Regions from separate parts of the Mus musculus genome. Here region 2 is linked to region 1. Evidence: chromatin contacts called from public HiChIP or PLAC-seq data. All regions are on one chromosome and are shown on one strand. Each heading gives the region's core, a stretch centred on a gene start, on an enhancer-like site or on the middle of the called end of the contact. The rest is flanking DNA. Distances are from core to core; before and after follow the strand shown. Region 1 overlaps Tmem135 (transmembrane protein 135). Region 2 holds the start of Crebzf (CREB/ATF bZIP transcription factor).

Region 1 (7,413 bases), core at 1,603-4,102:
TGTCATGACTTTCTGATTGTAAACATATAGACTATGCACTGTACATGTCATGGCTCACAACACTAACAGATGCCTCATGAAATGAGTGTGCTCGTATTCAAGTGTATTGTGTTTTGAATCATACTGTTTTCACTGTACAAAGTTTTCTGCTGTGGCAGAGAAATAATGGTTTAATTATGGAAAGTAAAGACTGTTGTGTCCGGCCAGCAGACCACAACCTGGGTTCTAGCCTGGAAAGGCATTTTGGAAACCTGGAAGAGAAGAGGGGCTAGGTGGCGAGAGAAAAGAATGTAGCCAAGACAGTTACTCTGATCAAGGCTCAAATTTTATTGTTGCGACACTAGTTATGAAGGAAGGGGGAGGGGACCCGATTCCCGCCGAATAATCTCTGGTCCAGTAGAAAGGTGCACGTGTGTGGCTCCGCAGGTTCCATCAGTGGGCGTGGCAGAACGAATGAGCAGGAAGCTCCACCCCGAGCAAGCAGGTTTCAGGCTAGGGGAGGGGAGACTACAAAAGACTTATCGTATTTGCCTGTCATCATTGCTCAGAATGTAAACATCAAATTAGTGGGTCTTTGCATCGTAGTGTGGTAGAGTGTGTAATTTTCAACAGCACTGAGTTGTTGACTTGAGTTTTAGATTATCTTTAGACACATAAATAGAGTTGTATTGGGCATGTCATCTGGCTCTAAATTGGAAATTCACATACTTCATGCTCAACTTCTCCTCTGTCATCACCATCACCACCACTACCACCCTCCTCCTCACCATTATCATCATTGCCCTTTGTACATACTATGTTCTCAGGCATGAGCAGCAGCCACTGCTGTCTGTCCTCTGATTTTGCATCTCTTGTGTAGGAACTTTTGTTAAAAGTTGCCGTGGCATCTTCTAGCAGGCCTGCGATTAGTCCTAGATAGGGGCCAGTGTTAAAGGTCCTGGAGGTGAACCCTCTGTGACGCTTGCCTACAGGCCCGATATTTCTCTGGAATTCTTCCAGTGACTAAGTCTTTCCATTTTTCTTTTCTGGCTTTATGTAGATATTTAACCAAGAGCTAAGCTTTCTGTTCTATTTTTACCATTTCCCTTGTTCTTACCCCAGTTTTCTTTCTTGGTTTCTTGCTCCTTTTGCTCCTTCAGCTGTCTTCAACATTATTAGAATTCACCAAAGGTTGGGAAAACAAAAAGCTAGTAAAAATTCTTGTATATAGCCCACGTTTTCACTCTAAGGATCTTCAGCAATCATCTGCTCTCATTGCATAGTTTTCTGGAGCCATGAATTGAATGCTAACACTCTCTGGGTGGTTCTGGTACTTGAAAGTCCAGCTATCTGTTTGACTACAGGTTTTTTGGTTGGGGACTGCTATGTAGCAATGGAGAGTCCAACATTGCCAGTTCAGGAATTGGATTGTCCCATCTCACAACATTTTTGTATATTTGCAAGAAAATGTATATCAAAAACAATCATTACACTAAGAATCTAAAGAACTTTTTACCACTTCTGTTGATTTCTCAGTGCTTTAACACGGTTTACTATCTGCCCAGTGCCCTAGCACAGGGACAGGCAGACCTCGTCTAATAATAGTGAGTTAGAGAGTTCTTCAAGTGGTTTCTCTTACAGAAAATAGGATAAAAGCTCGAGTATTAGGAAAAACAGTCAAAGGCACATGGGAATTTGCCCCTTCTAAAATAGCTCCTGGCCAGTTTCTCATCCAAAATTACTGAATGAAAGTATTTATAATAATTTACACATGAAGACAATGCTTAAATTTAACTATTAAAGGTACCAAACATTAAGTATAAAATTCTGAAAATATATAATTCAGGATTTAATTAATACGTGACTGGTATTGTTAATTTTTTCAATAATTTTTTTCATCTTATATTATGTCTAATTTAGAAGTTATAAATTTCCATAAAATATATGAAAGCATTTGATGTGTACATGCACATATCCATATATGCATATATAGCATGATATTCTCTGTAGTTTCATCTGTCCTCTGGAGTTGTAGGACATATCCTACCCCCTGGGTAGAGAGTAACAAATGGACAGAGAGAAATATTAGAAAATCAAGGATAAAGAAAATCCCTTGAGATTACTACTGCTGTTTCTTCTCCATACATTTCTATAGATTTTTTGACACGCCCACATGCACACACAGGCACATACATTCACAGTCTTAAACTTAGTATTGCATCTAGGATCTATGAGATTGAATTTCTTATCTGGTATTATTATTAAAAAGTAGTCTTTCTTGATAGTGTTTTATAACAAGGATTTGTAGATATCTACCCACCCATAGTCACATAGGAAATGTCAAATGAATGGTTAGTATTAAACATCTTAAGTGGAATGAAAACTCTAGGAGTGGAACATTTTTAAAAACAATTTTCTGTGAGATAGTTACAAGTACTGACAGTCTTCTACCCCATCCACTTCCCTCCCACACTTGTTAGCACTGGCTTAGGTACAAGTAAATTAAAACCCTTCAGGTAGAGGTCAGAGGAAAATTACACACTCCAGTGCTTTCCAATAGAACCCAGGGCAGCTTAGCTTTACTGGCAGGATGCTTTTAGATTGAGACATACTTAAACTACTAGTGGAAAGAGGTGGCAAGTCAGTTGATTTGAGTACTAAAGATGAGATTTGGATCAAGTTCATTTGGATATTAAAGAAAAAGAATTTTGTCTTCAAATCATGTCTCCCTAGATAGCTTTCCCTTTTATCTGTGATTTGAGACATAAGAGTAATTTGATCCGGTTTTGAGAAACCATTGTTTACTTTATCTCAAGTGATTGCTTGCTACATCCGCCTTCCAGGCTTCCTCTATGAAATCACCTTCCTGAGTTGTCTGGTTTTAACAGAAACCGGAAGATGTATGGCACACTGCGGCATGCCTGTCACCGAGAGTAGAGTAAAAGCAAATGCGTCATTGGTGACAGTTTTACAAGTAGATCTTTCAGCTAGTTTTATGTGCTTCAGTAAAATCTATCGGTGAACTCATTGATGTATAATTTATGTTGGGAGTATGTGAACAACTCCTTTCTCAACAATGGTCTACTTTGAATCTCTTATCAAATTATATTGAAATTGTACTGTATTTTTGCAACTTAGCAGACTGTCCTAAAAGATTTTAGTTTTTAAATTTTTTTATGTTCACATTTTGATGTCAGCTCCTCCACGTCCCAGATCTATGTGTGTTGGCTTGTGCATAGGAACTCTAGGGATTGTAACCTCCCATCTAAACAAATGCACAAAAGGTTGTTCTTATTTACAAATTTTGCTTTAGCAGTTAAGTCCAATTGACAGTCCGACCCAGGCCCCATATGCCCTATGCGTAGACTTGCTTTGCCTCGACAACTTGTAAGTTGCCTCCTTCCTTTGTTGTAGCTCTAGATTTAGTCCAACAGCAATGAATGTTTTCCAGCCTCTGCTTGACTTCATTCCTAGGCCACCTCCTCTCTTCCATCTCCTTGTTTTCTTTTTGCATATGTTATGTACTGTCATTCTGCCTTAAAGTCATTTTTGTCATTCTCCCAAGATTATTCTTTCTTTATTCAGAGAGAAAAGAGGAGCAAAAGGGATTGGGTAAAGCAGAGGTAAAGCAGGGAGTAGGAGGGAGAGCTCAGGTTTATTTATGTTTTCCTTGTGGCACCATTTATAGAGTGCTGTGCATACTTGTAACTCCAGCCTCTGCAGGCTCATTCTTGCTCAGTCTCTGGACTCCCTCTGTTCCTCCTTCCTTTCTGGCCACCCACTTTCTATATGACCATTAAAAACTCAACATGTAGATTTAAAAAAATACTGTGACCAACTCAAAGCCTTAGGTCTGGCCTGGGTAATAGTTGAGCTGGTCAGTCTACCACTCTCTTGCACCTACCTGCACCATAAGGATGAGCTCTCAGCACTGCCCTGGCTGCTTGCTCAGTGTTGCAGCCAGCAACAGATGGGTAGAGCCCATCTTGCTCTCATGCCCTCAGGGCTGGCTTACCTGCTCATGCCAGCAGGGCTAGCTCTAGTGTGCTGCCCATGCAAGGGCTGGCTTGCTCTTGCTCTCCTGACTGCTCGAGCTTGTGAAGATACATATCTGAGTTTTTAACGGTCAAGTAGTCTCCATGACATAGGGCAAAACCTGGGTAATCTCTGGAGAGGAGTCCTAGTGAGGTGTTGCTTCTGTCTCCGACCAGCAGACGACACAGCGTTCTTCTCAAAGCAGTTTATTCAGGAACCTTTCAACATGCAAGCAGGACTCTCCTCTAGCCCCCAATCGCAATCCCTTATATAACCCCTTAACCACGCCCCATTAGCTCAGTCCGCATAATCTCACTTCATTGGCCTTCGTCAAATGGCCTGATCTTGTGTCATGGTGCACCTGCGCAGCTCTCATGATGGACGTGGCTTATTTTCGGGTGTATGAGGAAGTCAGGTGCAAGTCATAAGACTTGGCTGCAGTCCCGGGCGCCATCTTGGGACTACCGCCACACCCGCTCCCCACAGTGAGAATCCAGTATTGCTAGTGTAGTAGAAGCCAGAGACCTCAAAGTAGACCAATAACTCATTGCAGCGAACATTTACAAGGAAAGAAGTGTGGACAAAAGAGCATTTACTGTGGGGCACACGGAGACACACTTCAGCATCCATGACAAGAGGTTTTTCTTTTCTTTTTTCTTTTGGTAGTTTGGTTGCAAGGGCAGAGGACAGGTATAAAGGGTCAGGCAAATGAGTGAGATTAGTCCATTGATGTGAAATTTACAAGGAATCAAAAATTAAATAATAAAAAAGATACTGTGCCGGTGTCTGTCCTCTCTCTTATCTCTGACTTTCTAGCTGTGACTCAGTCTTTCCTCACCTTTTTGGTCATCTTAAAGGATGGATGGCCTTCCGCAGCCTCGTTCCCGTCCTCACGGAGGAAGAAGCTGCATCTGTGGCTCAGTTGGCCTTGCCTGGAAAACTGTTCGCTGATGAGCAGATGACTTCTTTGAAAGTTTAAAAACCTTAAAGTTGCATGACTGTGAATCCTATGCACGGGGTTTAAATGAGTAGCAGGCTGCTCATTTCTTGCCCATGCCCTTGCAGGCAGCTTTTCATGAACTGAATACATTGTGGTCCTTAGGTGTTTTGGTTTGGGTTTCTGAGAGAGTGCTGGGATTTCCTATGCTCACCATCATTCCCACATTTGCTCTTGATTCCGTTGTGGCTGCTGTCGGCTTTGTGCTGTAGATGATGGGAGCTTGGTTAAGATGCTTGCATCATGGAAAAACAGAAAATGTGCTTAAAATAGAATTTAATGATCACTGGATTCTACTCAAATTTACCTTGTAGCTATTATTTAAAACCAAGCAAATCTATACCTTTTCTCACCTTACTTCTAGTTAGGAAGTTTTCAGTGAGTTTTAAGCATTTTTATAAAATAATGTTATTGGAATTTTACAGGAATTGAATATCTAAATTGTTTTGGATAGTTTTAACACCTTCATACTAAGTCTTCCAAACACAAGAACAGAAGATGTATTTGCATTTATTTGTGTCTTAAAGTTTGGATTTTGTTGTTTAAAGTGCACACTTCTTTTAAACCTCCATGATTAAATTCTTTTGTTAAGATTTTTACTTTTTAATGCCTTTGTAAATGAAATTGTTTCCTTAATGTTCTTTTATGATTTTTGCTGATTTGTAGACATCAATGACTGGGTTGTTATTCTGACATTTCTTTTTCTTCTCTCTCTCTTTCTCTCTTCTCTCTTTTTTTATAATTAGATATTTTCTTTATTTACATTTCAAATGTTATCTCCTTTTCCAGTTTCCCCTCCGAATTCCCCCCCCCCAAACAACCCACCCACTGGCCCTGGCATTCCCCTATACTGGGGCATAGAACCTTCACAGGACCTCGGGCCTCTCCTCCTATTGATGACTGACTAGGCCATCCTCTGCTACATATACAGTTAGAGCCACAGGCCCCACCATGTGTTTTCTTTGATTGGTGGTTTAGTTCTAAGGAGCTCTGGGGGTTGCTGGTTAGTTCATATTGATGTTCCTCCTATAGGGCTTCAAACCCCTTCAGCTCCTTGAGTACTTTCTCTAGCTCTTCCACTGGGGACCCTGTGCTCTGTCCAATGGATGGCTGTGAGTATCCACTTCTGTATTTGCCAGGCACTGGCAGAGCCCCTCAGGAGACAGCTACATCAGGCTCCTTTCAGCAAGCTATTGTTGGCATCTGCCATAGTGTCTGGGTTTTGTGGTTGTTTATTCAGTCTCTTCTCCAAACTTTGTCTCTGTAACTCCTTCCATGGGTATTTTGTTCCTTCTTTTAAGAAGGATTCTGAGCTTCTGGGCTAATATCCACTTAACAGTGAGTGCATATCATGTGAGTTCTTTTGTGATTGGGTTACCTCACTTGGGATGATATCCTCCAGATTCATCCATTTGTCTAAGAATTTCATAAATTCATTGTTTTTAGTAGCTGAGTAGTACTCCATTGTGTAAATGTACCACATTTTCTGTATCCATTTCTTTGTTGAGGGACATCTGGGTTCTTTCCAGTTTCTGGCTATTATAAATAAGGCTGCTATGAACATAGTGGAGCATGTGTCCTTATTACATGTTGGAGCATCTTCTGGGTATATGCCTAGGAGTGGTATTGCTGGATCTTCCAGTAGGACTATGTCCAATTTTAAACTCAGGTGACAGCATATACTTGCGAGGATGTGGAGAAAGCAGAAAACTCCTCCATTGCTGGTGGGACTGCAAGGTGGTACAACCACTATGGAAATCAGTTTGGCAGTTCCTCAGAAAAATCTGACATTTCTAAATTCCCCCCACCCCCGTGTATTTTAAAGTAGATAAGTAGTTTGAATGAATTTGTTGGAAAATAACATTCAGAATAACCAGCAACTTCTGAATCGCATACAATATGTTATATTCTGCTAAGGTTGCACGTCTCTAAGTGAACATATTTGAAATGCTGGCACTTATGGATGTAGCATATAAAGAACTTTTAGGAACCTTTCATATCAGGTGTTTAAAGCCCGGAGCCTGAAAGCTGCATTCTGGGGATAATTTAGACTTGTCACTCTTCAAGGTACCGAGTATGTTACAGTATTGTCATTTTACAGTTTTGGTGAGATATACAGTTGTGTACACATCATACATTTAGTTATTTATATCTTTTTATTTATTCACAGGCCACAGAAACACTATTTAGAATGGGTGTTGCAAGAGGAACCATCACGACGTTAAGAAATGGAGAAGTAAGAATCTTAATATTGTTATAACGTGTTTATTATTCTTGCATTAAGTCTTGGTTAGCAGTGTTTACAATATGTCCTGTGGGCACGGTACCCTGTGATGCAGAGCATTGCACTGGATGTGTATATCCATCCTTGCTTCTCCCTAGTGCTAGCAGAGCATTGCACT
Region 2 (7,413 bases), core at 2,181-4,680, 1.2 Mb before region 1:
TTCCAGAACCTTTCGATTAAGTCTATATTAACAACCATTTTTCCTATTTTCATCCATTACTTTCCAATATCATGTTAGAGATGAATAAATTCTTTGAGCCCATAACTGAAAGATCAACAAACCTGATTTTATTATGACACCATATGTTTGTCATTGGTTCTGCACAAAATTATATACAAAGAAATATATACAAAAATGTTCAAGTATTAAATTTCAATTCAAGGCTTCTGTTTCAAAAGCTACATTTAACATACTTCAGAAAGAGCACAAATTAGTCATTTCAAATAAATTTCCAACTACTTTTGGTTTCTATATCTATGTATATATATATATATATAATTCATAGGCACTGAAATCCATGCAGCTGCATTGTGGGGCTTGTATCCTACCCTTGTAGAAGCAGGTCCGTCACTCCAAGTTGTGAGTTTGGCTACTACCCATTCATGCTCAAGTGCAGTAGAGATTTTTACAAAATGTGATAGACTGAAAAACCAGAGACTAATTTAGGTCTCAAAATCATATTATCTAGCAACAAAACATTTACAGTTGTGCAAGAACAAGATTCCATTTCCATAACCAAGTAACAAAATAAAACATCTTACGTGTAGGATAACTTACATCTTTGGACTGCTGGAAAATACTTAATTATGAACATTTTAAAAATAAAAGACAGCAGAAGCCCTGATATTACCTCTGTTTCCTTATTTCTTATACTACCTTTTAAAATAAAGCAGGAAATGTGGCCAGCAGCTGGTCCCGTCTCTTCTGCCCCAACAGCTGTATCCACTTTAGCACAAAGAAAAACAAGGATGCTAAATACGTATATCCTTTATCAAACAGTGATGTTTCACAAAGAATTTAATGTCTCTTGCATTTCAGAGCATCAGAACACACACTTAAGACAAGTGGACAAAAAAACAGTATTTTAAGGAAAGACTTTTCCGTCTTTGGAAAAACAGTATCGATCATTTCATTAATTTAAACAAGTATTTTTAAATAGGACAAAAGTTTTAGAAATATGGAGAAAAGATTCTTTGTGAAGCCTCACTTTACATGTTTTCATTCACATTTCACAACCTTCAATATCTAATCATACAGAAATTTAGCCTAAATTTTAATACAACAAAAATAAATACTTTCAACAATTTCTTCATACTCATTGATTAGTAATTACTGTGCTGGTCCTCAAAGAAACATTTCATTTATCGTCTTCTAATTAAAACACAGAAATCTGATGGGTATGTTAATTTCCAACTTCTCAAGTGGTGAACTATTAGGGTCTTTAAATAGACTGTATTTCTGCATTTTCTACTGAAAACTATAAGGCATTCATTAAGTATTTTAGGAGACTTGTCATCTCCAGAAAAATACCACATTTGCGCATGCCTCAATACTTATTGTCAACCTCTGAAAAGTTGCTCTACAATTGGAATTCCAATTTGCACCTTGTACAACTCGGAACTTCCATTCAACTTCACCTGTTTGACTGTCTCCAAACTGTATCTCTATTAGCAGGTTTCTGTGTACAGTTGGAACCGATGTCATCCAAGGCCATGTCCACACTGGGGACAGAAGAGCTAGGTACACGCAACTCTGAACAAGGGGACACATTTAACAGCTATTTCAACCAGAAGCAACTTAAGTACATTAATGACCAGCACAAGTCTGTTTCCAGGGTGGACAAGGCCCAAATTAAGATTCCCCTCCCACCACCTTTCAAAAAGAAAAACAAACAGAAAAAGATATCACACACACACACACATTGAGATGTCTGCCCATTAAAGTAGCCTAAGCAGCCGAGCATGAGCGTTACGGGAAGAGATGGATCCTTACCAGGTTGTGAGGCGGGAACGACTGCTCTGTAACCCCTACAACGGAGCCTGGCAGGAAGGAAATCACCTAAAAAAGAAACTGTCAGAGAGATTTAATAGTCACAGGTTATCATTAGGAGTTGGTTACAGTGTCACATTCATGCTTTTAGCTAAACACTTAAAAGATTTAATATTACTTTTTTTTCCGCCTCTGAAATGCGTCCGGTGACGATGTCCCACTAAGGTGTTTGACATGGTGTAAGGGAGGAGAAAGGGGTAAACGCGGATAAAGAGCAGATTACTTGACCCTACATTTTAAGAGACGACGACGCCTTCCGAGCGCACGCCGAGCAGAACTCCACCGACACCTTATCCTTGTCCACATGGAGACACACTCCTCCCGCCGCGTCGTCCTCTTCCCGCGGCTCCGGCGGCTGCTTCCCCACCGGCAGGGCGTAGTCGTGGTCGCCGGCGGGCGAGTCTCTGAAGAGGGAGGTGGTCAGCCGCAGTCCCACGCCGCTCAGTCGGCTCAGCAGGCGAGCTAGTCCGGTCTCGTTGGCCAGGACGGCCCGTAGGTAGCGACTCTCCTCCTGCAGTGCTTGCACGCGCTTGCCCAGCTCCCGATTCTCGGCCCGCAGCTCCTGGTTCTCGGCTGCCAGTCCCCGGACCCGACTCTCCAGCCCCATCACGTACTCCTTCTTCTTGAGCCGATTAAGACGGGCAGCGGCCGCCGCCGCCTTCCGGGGACTCTTGGTCGCCGCCTGGTTGCCGTCGTTGGCGCCACCGCCTCCTGCTCCCGGGGACTTTCTCCGCCTCTTCTCCCCGCCGCCGCGGTCACCGCCGCTGCTGCAGCCTCCGATGCCGTTCAACAGCCTCTGCAGCAAGTCGGAGAAGCGCTGCATCTCGGCGGCCGCGGTGTCGTCGTCGTCGTCCCCCCTCAACAGGCCGCCGCTCTCCGAGCCTCCGCCGGACGAGGACAGGGGCCCGGGCGAGCTGAGCCCGGGCTCCAGGTGCCAGTCCGGTTGCCGAGGGTCCAGCAGATCGGCCAGCTCCAGCCCGGAGAGAAAGTCCATGTCCTCCGGCTCTTCCTTGGGGACCATGGCGATCGCGTCCTCCTCCTCCTCCTCCATCTTCAGGGGCGAGGGCGCGGGCGCGCGCACGGCCACGCTGCCGCGGCTCCCGCTCCGGGCCTCCGGCTCGCCCCCGTCCCCGTCCCCGTGAGGTTGCTCGCGGTCAGGCGATCCGGGCCTCGGGGTCTCCGCCCCCGCGGCTGCCCCGCTCGGCTCCCGGGGCGGCGCGCGCGTGGCGGGCGGCTCCCGGCTGTCGCGGCGGCTCGGGAAGTCGCGGCCCGAGGCTGCCAGCAGCTTGGTCAGGCTGTGCCTCATGGGGCTGAGCGGCGGGCCCGGGTAGGCCGCAGCCACTCCGACCCCGGGCCCCCAGCGCGCAGAGCCACGGCGCCGGGCCGACCGCAGGCGCGGGGCAAGGTCCGAGTGGCCTCCGGCGGCCGCCCAACCCCCCGCACGAGGCGGGGGGAAGGCAGTGGAAGCGCGAAGCGGCGAGGCCCGGGGGAGGACTCGGCCGCGCCACCCAGACAGCGGCCTGGCCGGAAGTTACTCTCTGCCCACCCCGCCCACAAAAACGCGCTTCGCTCCAGCCAGAGTATCGCGAGATTCCGAGTGCTTTCGAGGTGCAGTAACTTCGGCTTTGCGGTGATGTCATAGGAGCAGCAGGCAAAACACAATAAAACCTAGTTTCCACCCCCCCCCCACTCATCGGTACTACCCGGTACCACTCTCCTCGATCCAATATGACATCTAGACATATTTGACGTAGCTATATTAAAAAAAAACTGTTTTTGTGAACGCTTTTATTTTTGCTGTTTCTCTCTAAACTGCAAGCAAAAAACAGCACGCATAAGGAAATAGTCCCCGTTAAAACAAAAGACTTTAAATCAGAAGTGTTACCAAATTCTGGGGAACGCAGTCACGTACTGACACTAACTCCCCAGGCGACATTCAGAGGTCCTTAGTCTCAGAAAATGATCTTTCATAATACTATTACTGCTATTATTGTCATTATTACATCATTTTTATTTATCATTTGTTTTTGCAATAAGGGTCACTTGCAGAATTAGCTCCTTTGCCAAGAGTGGGTGGTTGGTTTGTTTACTGGTCTCTTGTTTTGCTGTTTGTTTTCTGCTTTTTTTTTCTTTTGTCAAGTCATGGTAGTTACTTAGGCTTTTTCCGTTTTTAAAATACCAGCTTTTTGAAAAGACCAAGTCTTGAACAAAACACTTCACTTTTTATTCAATGAGTTCATGCACATAGCACTGATGTAACGAATTCTTTTAAGCCTCACTACACATTGGGCCAATAGTGCGGGGGGGGGGGGGGGGGGGGGGGGGGGGGGGGGGGGGGGGGGGGGCTTCTGCAACCACCAGGACAAACAAAGTAATGTAATTCAGTTTAACACACTGAGTAGCCAGTGTTGATTCAAACTTCAAGAGTATGATCCCAGAGTTCTTAATTTTAGGCATTTTTTTTAAATCATTTTATTTTATTTTATTTTTTTAGATTTATTTATTATTTATTATATGTAAGTACACTGTAGCTGTCCTCAGACACTCCAGAAGAGGGAGTCAGATCTCATTACGGATGGTTGTGAGCCACCATGTGGTTGCTGGGATTTGAACTCCTGACCTTCGGAAGAGCAGTTGGGTGCTCTTACCCACTGAGCCATCTCACCAGCCCAATTTTAGGCATTTTTAAGCAAAGCACAGTTTGGTGGAAGAGTTTCCTGCTGATAATCGAGAGTATGCAGCAATATGACCTGACCACCATGAAACTCTGTGTAAAAGTATGCATGACATCTTCCATAAAGACAAATGTCTTAATTAGGGTTTCCATTGCTGTGAAGGGACAGCATGACCAAGGCAACTCTTGTTTTGTTTTGTTTTGTTTTGTTTTGTTTTGTTTTGTTTTGTTTTGTTTTTCAAGACAAGGTTTCTCTGTATAGCCCTGGCTGTCCTGAAACTCACTTTGTAGACCAGGCTGGCCTGTCTCTGCCTCCTGAGTGCTGGGATTAAAGGCATGCACCACCACCGCCCAGCTCCAAGGCAACTCTTATAAGGACAACATTTAACTGGGGCTGGCTTACACTTTCAGAGGTTCAGTCCATTATCATCACAGAAGCAGAGCAGAATCCAGGCAGGGTCCATTTCCTCTATGGAAGGAACTCCGAGTTCCCCAGGCAGGCTGGAGTGTCTCAAAGCCCACTCTGACACTGACAGTGTTAGACCTAGTGGGGAAACCCCCACCCAATTCCCGATTCGGTGTGCACCCAAAAAATCACGAAGGACCATCATCTTGATGTAAATACATGAGGACGTTTAATTACGGAGCTCTGGACCGACATGTATCTCACACAGGAGATAACAGATGTCGGCCACGAGGCTTGAAAGCTAGGGGTTTTTATGGGGTAAGGGGCTTAGGGGTGTGGAATTCAGCATAGTGACACACTATTGGCTTATTCAAACATTAACAGAAAGATTACATGTCAGCAAAAGGGCATCAGGACCTTGTTCCTGTGGGCTGGGGGCTTATCTTTGTTCACATAGCAGTCAGTTGATGTATGACTTTACCAGGCATCAAGGGGCAGTAGACAGAGGGGAGGTTCCGGCCAGGTGGTGTTGGCCCAGACAAGATAGCCCTGCTTGTACAATCAAGCTGTTCTTAGGAATGTCTTAACAACAGCCCTGTCTGTTCTGCTTTGTTCTTGGCCCCAGGCAGTGGGCTCATAGACAACTCTTTTACATGAATCACAAGATACAAAATCTCATTTTCTTTCAACAGGCCTCTTCCAACAAGGCTACCCCTACTCTACCAATGCCACATCTCCTAATATTACCAATCCCTGATCCAAGCACATTCAAACCACCACATGGATTTTATAGATTGACAGAAAAAAATAAGCTCAAAATAAGGGTCTAGAGGAGGATCAGTTGTAGTCTCTGCCACACAGAGTAAATGTTACCAGGCTATTTTTGCTCCCAGCTTTCTGGGTGGTGTCTCTTTGAAGAGACAACAATGTGTGTTTAATATTTCTGGTTCCTCTAATGCTTATCTGTGAGCACAAGGATTTCCGTGCCTCCTACACATTTAATTACTTTTAACTCTTCCAGGATAAACACACACTAATTTTGTGTGGCCATGTTTGAAAATGATGTCTAATTGAGTGGCAGACAAAGTGATGAATCAGAGGAATATCTGACAGAGTAGGTCAGAGATAGAATACCTCCAACTCTCACGAAAATAGCACAGGAACGTAAAAGAGCAGCACAGAGCGAAAGAGAGGAGGCAGTTTTGCTGGTACAGTTTTAGAGAGACAGGTTGCAGATGAGCCAGAAAATGGGAAGGAACCAGAAGATTAGAACAGATTGCCAGAGTTAGTTTAAAGCCAAGAAGAGCAATTCAGTGAGAAGCTGAAAGAAACCAGTTCTAGTCCGTCAGCTTGGAGAAGAGTTTGGGCCAGAACAGTGGGATTTAAACAGCAAGCCAGAGTTCAGAAAGACCTAGAAAGGGTGAGTTTATTAAACAGTAAGCTTCTGAAACAAGAATTATATCTGGCAAATAAAAGACCAGGATGATCAGGAAAGTGTTTCCTAAGGAGTTATTTAAGCTGAAATCCAAAGTGGGTACTCTGAAAGGAAGACAAATGAGCCACAGAAGAGAAATAGTGTGCAACAGACATCTCAGCATCCGTGATATCGGCAAACGAACTAAGAATGTGATTATACATGCACAAGAACATCATGGGCACTCTGACTGTCATTACAATCCTTTTCAGTTTGTAGCAAGCAAGCAATACAACATGAAAATCAATGAATGGCAGGCAGCAGATCAATATTTTCTTTGTTAGCATTCTTTGTTTTCCCATAACACAATCTTTTCTTTTTCTTTCTTTTTTTTTTTCTTTTTTTTTTTCCTGTGAGATATTCAGTCCTTTAACAATAGACTTCTCAGTTTGGAGAAGACTGTGAATGCCTCTCTGAGATATGTATATATAAAATTTTCATTTGGGAAACTAAAAGACGAAGATGGTATCAAAACTTGATGGACTCTAAGAAGACTTCAGCTGGTTATGAGGAAGGTAATAGTTGTTAAGGACGTGGCTCCATCCTTTCTAATCCCTCAACCCTACATGAAAAATGGGAATTTTACAAAGCTAATACACTTGAAATAGGGTTGTTATGGTGAACACGTATGACTAGTGTCCTTATATAATTAAAAAGTTGCAAGGGTAAGGATGGCAACATCACTCAGCAGGTAAAGAGTCTTGCTGTACAAGCTGAGTGACTGTCCAATCCCCCAAAACCACATGAAGGTAAAAGGAGAGAACCAACCATGCAAAGTTGTTCCTTGACCTTTGCCTGCACACTGTAACACAGGCAACTCCCCCATGCATATCACACACACACACACACACACACACACACACACAAAGTCTTTCATTTGTAATAAAAACTTTAAATATGAAAATAAAAATAAAAACACTTTTGAGATCTGGGACTTAGCTGGTAAAGCCCTTCTCTAGCAGCGGCATC

What was found. HiChIP or PLAC-seq counts read pairs in DNA pulled down with a chosen protein or histone mark.
Region 2: an H3K27ac HiChIP or PLAC-seq map of thymic regulatory T cells shows a contact between it and region 1, with 7 times the contacts expected there. The contact joins the promoter of Crebzf here to the enhancer-like site in region 1. A contact is called at or near these places in 1 of 484 Hi-C or Micro-C datasets (B cells), 2 of 115 datasets of contacts at active chromatin or transcription factors (large pre-B cells and thymic regulatory T cells) and 1 of 9 other capture datasets (adipose tissue).

The regions. Positions count from the first base shown.
Region 1 is chr7:89,243,755-89,251,167 of GRCm38.p6, reverse strand. It overlaps Tmem135 (transmembrane protein 135), which reads left to right. Exons shown (of 15, transcript NM_028343.5): 5 at 7,182-7,247. Among named protein-coding and RNA genes, the nearest start is that of Tmem135, 91 kb to the left of the region's middle. Within about 2 kb of position 2,852, at least 139 of the 459 cell types and tissues checked have an H3K27ac peak or open chromatin away from gene starts, as enhancers often do. A contact at or near this core is called in B cells, adipose tissue and thymic regulatory T cells, where this site is marked.
Region 2 is chr7:90,438,798-90,446,210 of GRCm38.p6, reverse strand. It overlaps Crebzf (CREB/ATF bZIP transcription factor), which reads right to left and starts at 3,430. Exons shown (of 1, transcript NM_145151.3): 1 at 1-3,430. The coding sequence starts at 3,196. The coding sequence ends at 2,120.